2 separate regions of the Rattus norvegicus genome follow, and region 2 is linked to region 1. The links are chromatin contacts, called in public Hi-C maps. All regions are on one chromosome and are shown on one strand. The core of a region is the stretch at or near the end of the contact, and the rest is flanking DNA. Distances in the headings are between cores, read along the strand shown. Region 1 has its middle 25 kb from the start of Trnad-auc. Region 2 has its middle 99 kb from the start of Trnad-auc.

Region 1 (2,700 bases), core at 94-2,593:
CCCCCCGCAAGGGGCCTGCGGCTGCTGGCCAGGATGCTCAGCGGGCGAGCGAAGGAAGGTAGGGCTGCTGCGTGAAACGGGCATGTCGGAGCTATTTCGCCATGTTTGTGTTGCTAAGAGCACTTTTTTTCCCCTTTGCGGTGGCTTGATGCCACATGGCTCCTCCGGAGCTGCTGCCGGGTTGAGAGCGAGTGTTTTTTTTTTTTTTTTTTTCAATGTCCGCATTCCAGCTAATGTTGCGCAGATAAAATTCAAACTTGAGGTAAACAGACGAAGAGGAGGAGGAGGAGGGGAGGGACCGGCGGGGGGGTGGGGGGGGAGGGAGGACTGTTTCCATTTCGAGATCCCACCTCTTCACTCAGAGGAGACCAACATCCCGAACCTAGAGGCAACTCATGCATGGCTCCCACGCCCCCCCACCTCTGCCGTCAACGAGAAGTAAGGGCTGGGGGCGAGCGGTTGGGAGGGACGCGACGTTTTGGTTCTTGGGGGGTGCGGGGGGGAGAGGCAGCCCCTGGGAAGCCGGAGCTTTGACTTAAGCTATTATTTTGGCGGAGGGAAGAAGGATGAGTCCTCTTGTTCCAGATGAGGGGTGAGGGTGGGGGTGGGTAAAAAGGGGTGCTTGTCTCCCCTCTTTCTGTCACTACCTGATCGTGTTGCCTCACCCCCCCAACACAGGTTGCACCCACAGGCGAGGTGGGTGGGGCTTCGGGGTTCCAGAAGGCAGGTCACCTAGCAGGTGTGTAGGGTGGGCATTTGGATTTGGTAAGTCGCTTGGATTTGGTAGGAGACCGTGGGGGAGGCAAAGAGTGCGTAGGCAGAACCGAGTCTAACGCTTATGTATGGGGAGGGGGGTGCTTTTAAAACCAGTGGAGAAATATCAAGACAGCCCCCCCCCAAATATGTCTGTTTCAGCTCGCAGCGAAGCTGCTGCGTGAGTGGCGAGGACGAGGGCGAGCTTCGTCATGTGGCACACTGTAGGCTTCTGACAGCTTGGAGCCATCTACCCCCTCCCGCGCGCGCCCGGGGCGGAAGGTGTGGGTTGGGTGGTCCGAGGCGGGTGACGTCCGAGGCGGGGTGGGGACAAGACTTCGGAGCGCTTAGGTCCGCAGCCACGGCTCGCTCGGAACGGCGTGTCAGGGAGGAGGCGGCCACGTGAGGGGTCCGCAGCAGCTCGCGAGCTGAAGGCTGGGGGCGAAGTGCGTAGCAAGAGTCGTGACGGGGGTGACACGCAGCCGCCGTGGCCCCTGCTCACTGCCCACGCAGGGCCGCGCCGCGGGTGGGTGGGTGCGCACTCACGCGCCCGCTCCCCGGAGACCGTTTCCGGCTCAGGGCCGGGTAAACAGGGTGGTGCCCTCTGCCCTCCCGCCCCCGGCCGAGCGGAGGCGCGCGATCGTGGCGGACGGGCTGCGGTGGCGAGAGCGCGCGCGCGCCCCCGCCCGTCCCGCCTCCTCTGTTTTTGTTTTGATGGAGCCCGCGTGCAGCTGGCGCGTGTCGAGTCACGTGCCGCGGCCGCGAGAGGGGCTGGGCGCCGGCGAACAGGACGCGGGGGAGGGTCGCAGACCCTGAACAGTCTTGTCCGAAAACTACCGAGAGGTACAGTCTTGTGGGGCTGGTCGCAGTTGCACCCCAGGAGCAGTATTTGGGATCGTCGTCACAGCATCCCTGCCAGTCGGCTGTCCCCTCCACCCCTCCTCCTCCGGGCCGGAGACTCAACAGAGGGATCCAGCGGACCTCGCAGGTGTGTTATATCCCTGAACACAGAAGTACCCATCTGGCTCTTCATCCAGGCTGTACCGTGTAATCAACCCGAGAGCTTTAGAGTTAACCCCGATACCCACTCTCATAGTTAGGGAACTGAAATCCAAATAAGAGTCTGGACTGAGGGCCATTTTCTTCACCTCCTTCTTCTCCAGTGATTGTGACGCAGTTGGAATAAAAACTGATAGGTAGCCAGCTTGACAGGCTAGATAGTTGTTGAGTCATCTGTACTTACGCATCGAAGAGTGAAAAATAGCCACAATGGTTAACGTGTTGATCTATCACTAAATGGGGCCTTTAGGTGCCAGACAGGATGACTGCGCAAACATGGCGACAACCTGGAGGAGTAACAGTTTTTACATTTGGAGGAATGGAAGCACTGGAGGTTCTGGCAGAGGAGATGTTTGAGGACTCCCTGACTGGTGCTCATGGGAGCAGGTCCCAGAGTTTATATTTGAAATCATTACTTGGGACTGCTTGAGGGACCTTTCACCTTAGTGAACAGCCTAGGAACAGTGAACGTTAGCCTGAGGGCCTGAGTTTCTGTACGTGGATTTCTGTTGTTCCGGCTTTTGTTTGGACGGGAGAACCATTTGGTATAATGCCTTCAGGCTACCTGTTCTAGAAGTTTTCTGTGGAGGAAGGGGGCAGGGGGGGGCGCTCCTAGCAATTTGAAGTTAACAGGTGGATGGATTCCTCAGAATATCTTCATGTTTGTTGTCGTTTAACATACGCGTCCAGAGGGAGCACCTGTGTCCCACCAATGCTCAATAAATAAGGACGACATGGTGGGTCACAGTTTGGATGTGGACAAAGTTGCCCTCATTGGGTGCAGTGTCTGAAAAGTTCTGTCGTGAAAATTTTGGAGGAAGCACACACACTCTGGAATATAGAAGCTTTGCTTTTTACCGATGTCCCTTTTTCCTCCTTGGTCTGTTT
Region 2 (2,715 bases), core at 97-2,596, 74 kb before region 1:
TCAAGCAAATTACTTGATTGACTGCAAGCCCTAAGAGAATTCTTAGGTGAATAATGACTCATCAAACATCACCCTAAGGAATCCAGTCTGCTCCCCTCTACAAAGCCAGCAGGATGTCCTTTCAAGTGCTGAATCATACCCCGTGTGAGGGTGGAAGTATCCTGGGAAGACGTTCCCATCCAATCTGCAGACGTTCAAATCCCTAAGCAACCCTGAAAGTCACAGAGATTTTTAAACTATTATGTGGGTGCGAACATAGCAGGGCAGAGATATAATACTCCGTGTAATCAAGCCTGTCTTGTGATTTACTACATTTGCGTGACTGTCATCTCCCTTGGCTTTCTTTCTTTCCACATGGTCCTCTGTGTATGGACTAAAACTACCCTAAACCCAACTGAATAGAAAGTGAAAACTAGGTCAAGTGTTGCTTTAAAAAAAAATGCATGGAGCGGACACACTACAGATTACGAGGTGGTAGTATCCTAGACTAATAATGCTACCCGCCCCCCTACTTCTTCTCTGTCCCTCTGCCCTCTGCCTCTCTCCCTCTCCTTTCCTCTGTCCCTCGGGTGAGATTGCTGTGAAGGAAATCTCCAACTTGCTTTCAAATTTCAATAGTAGTGAGCACCAGTGGCAGTGGCTGCCTCTTGGGACTCTTCTCTTGGTAGGATGGTGGTTAACAGTCAGTGTTAGGGACTGGTTCACTGGCCATTCACCCACACTTCTCGGTGCTGGAGAACCATTCAGGAGGCAGGCTCAGCTTAGGAATCATCACCAGCTAAATGTGGGTTTCTCTGGAAAGGTCCTGATTTCTAGAATTCTCCAAGCTAAGCCTTCTGGCAATGCCGTGCACCCTTACGTTCTAAAAGGGCCTCTTTATCCAGACTGCCATGGAACGTCTCTCCGGAGGACTTTGAGTTCCATTCTGAGACCTCAACTTTGTAACCTGAGCTCACCTCCAGCCACCCTCTGGCAGTGTTCAGCCAGCAGGGCACTGGCTACATGCTGACGAAGGTCTCGCTATGCCGCACACTGTGGTCCTCAGAAAGGGCAGCATCAGCATCACCTGGATGATCAGAATCAGTTGGCAATGCAGTCTAGGTCCCATCCTCAATCTACCGCATCCGAGCCTACAGCTTAAGTTCAGCTTCAGGAAGCAGCGGTCTAAGGGATCCTCTGCTTGAAGCTGCTTTTGCTGGCAACATGACTCACCATGTCAGGTTCCCAGGTTCCGGGTTCCATGCACTTTCCGTTTGAAAGTTCTACACAGATTTCCCCGCAGGGCTCCTGGGCAAATGAGCTCTACTTTGGATGAGTTCCCACCCAGCGGGACTCAGGATGAGGTTCTCCGAGTGGTCACATGGTTATACAGTGCAGCCTCCGGCTAAGCAAGCTATGCCCACCCCCTAGGTCATCCTGCCCTCCTGTTCCCACAGCTCTAGTGATACCATGTTCATAAATAGTTGTTAAGGGAGAAAATTACCAGGAAGAAAAAAAAATAATGTCTATAAACCTGCATAGTTTAGAGCTAAAGAATATGTTAAAATTTTCCATTGTGGAAATTTCCCAGCTACTGGGCTCTTAAGATTTTTTTTTTCAGAGCTGCAAGCAAAGAATGGAAATTTCCAAACGCAGCATTGAGAGCTGCTGTACTGCTGACTGTCTGGCTCAGCCGGGGTCATCTGCTTCTCTAAGACATCAAGGAATGCCAAGGTAGGTCTGAGAGAACACACAGGCTTCCTCTGCAGGCAGGAAGGAAGATCTTTGCACTGCCTAAGAGCTGAGAGGGGAGGAGGGGCAGCAGAGGTGACACCCCCTGCTCCCTCCCCCTGAACAGGAAGTTATCCCACTTGACTTCTTTCCAGGGGCAGCTGGCTGGCAGGATTCGTGTTTTTTAAAGGCATTCCTAAGGTGGGCGGGGGATGCAGAAACATGAAAGAAATCTTTGTTGGGGTCTAATTTTGAAAGGACTTTACCTGGTAGATATATCATTCAATTATGTGACCTGCCCAAGTAATCAATATCTCTCTCTCTCTCTCTCTCTCTCTCTCTCTCTCTCTCTCTCTCTCTCTCTCTCTCTCTCTCTCTCTCTCTCTCATAGCCAGGCTGGCCTTGCCTCTTAGCTCTCCTCCCTCCACTTCCCAAATGCTGGGATTAAAGGCATGTGCCGTTATGGCCAGCATTAATTTCGAGTTTAGAATCTTCAGCTGTACCTCCCGAGACAACTCTATCTCCCATCCCCCATAAACCAAACCATCCACAAATATCCCAGCAGGTTCTGTCCCCACCTCGGCAATAACATCAACCGGCCTGTTCTTTCCACTGTAGCTACGTAAAAATACATTCCCATTCACAGCTGGTCCTGCCGCCTGAGTCAACAGGCATCTAATAGTTCCCTGAGATCTGGCATGTTCCTTCCACCCACGGATGCTGTTCCTACAGAAGTCTTAACAGCAGCAACTCCATGGAAGTTGGTGTCAGGGCTTCAGCTTCCTGTAGAAGACGCTGAAGGACCCTGAGTGGCTTCGGGAACAGAAAGAGTATTTCCAAACCGAAGCCGTGTGGGTTTTGTCTGACTGAAAGTTTTGTTTCTGTCTTTCACCACTCAGGACGTTCTTAAGAAACAGGTGCAATCTATGAGTTCTGTTTTCTGCCGTCTCATGGTACCAGGGAGAGGACTGCAATGAAGGGTTTTTGACATCCTTGTTCTTTATA

What was found. Hi-C and Micro-C count contacts between places; a contact is called where the count stands out from the background.
Region 2: a contact with region 1 is called in a Hi-C map of frontal cortex, with 2.8 times the contacts expected there. The contact joins two enhancer-like sites. A contact is called at or near these places in 4 of 12 Hi-C or Micro-C datasets (frontal cortex, hepatocytes, mammary epithelial cells and 1 more).

The regions. Positions count from the first base shown.
Region 1 is chr4:60,778,089-60,780,788 of GRCr8, reverse strand. No RefSeq gene overlaps it. Among named protein-coding and RNA genes, the nearest start is that of Trnad-auc, 25 kb to the right of the region's middle. Within about 2 kb of position 1,343, at least 85 of the 93 cell types and tissues checked have an H3K27ac peak or open chromatin away from gene starts, as enhancers often do.
Region 2 is chr4:60,852,567-60,855,281 of GRCr8, reverse strand. No RefSeq gene overlaps it. Among named protein-coding and RNA genes, the nearest start is that of Trnad-auc, 99 kb to the right of the region's middle. Within about 2 kb of position 1,346, at least 35 of the 93 cell types and tissues checked have an H3K27ac peak or open chromatin away from gene starts, as enhancers often do.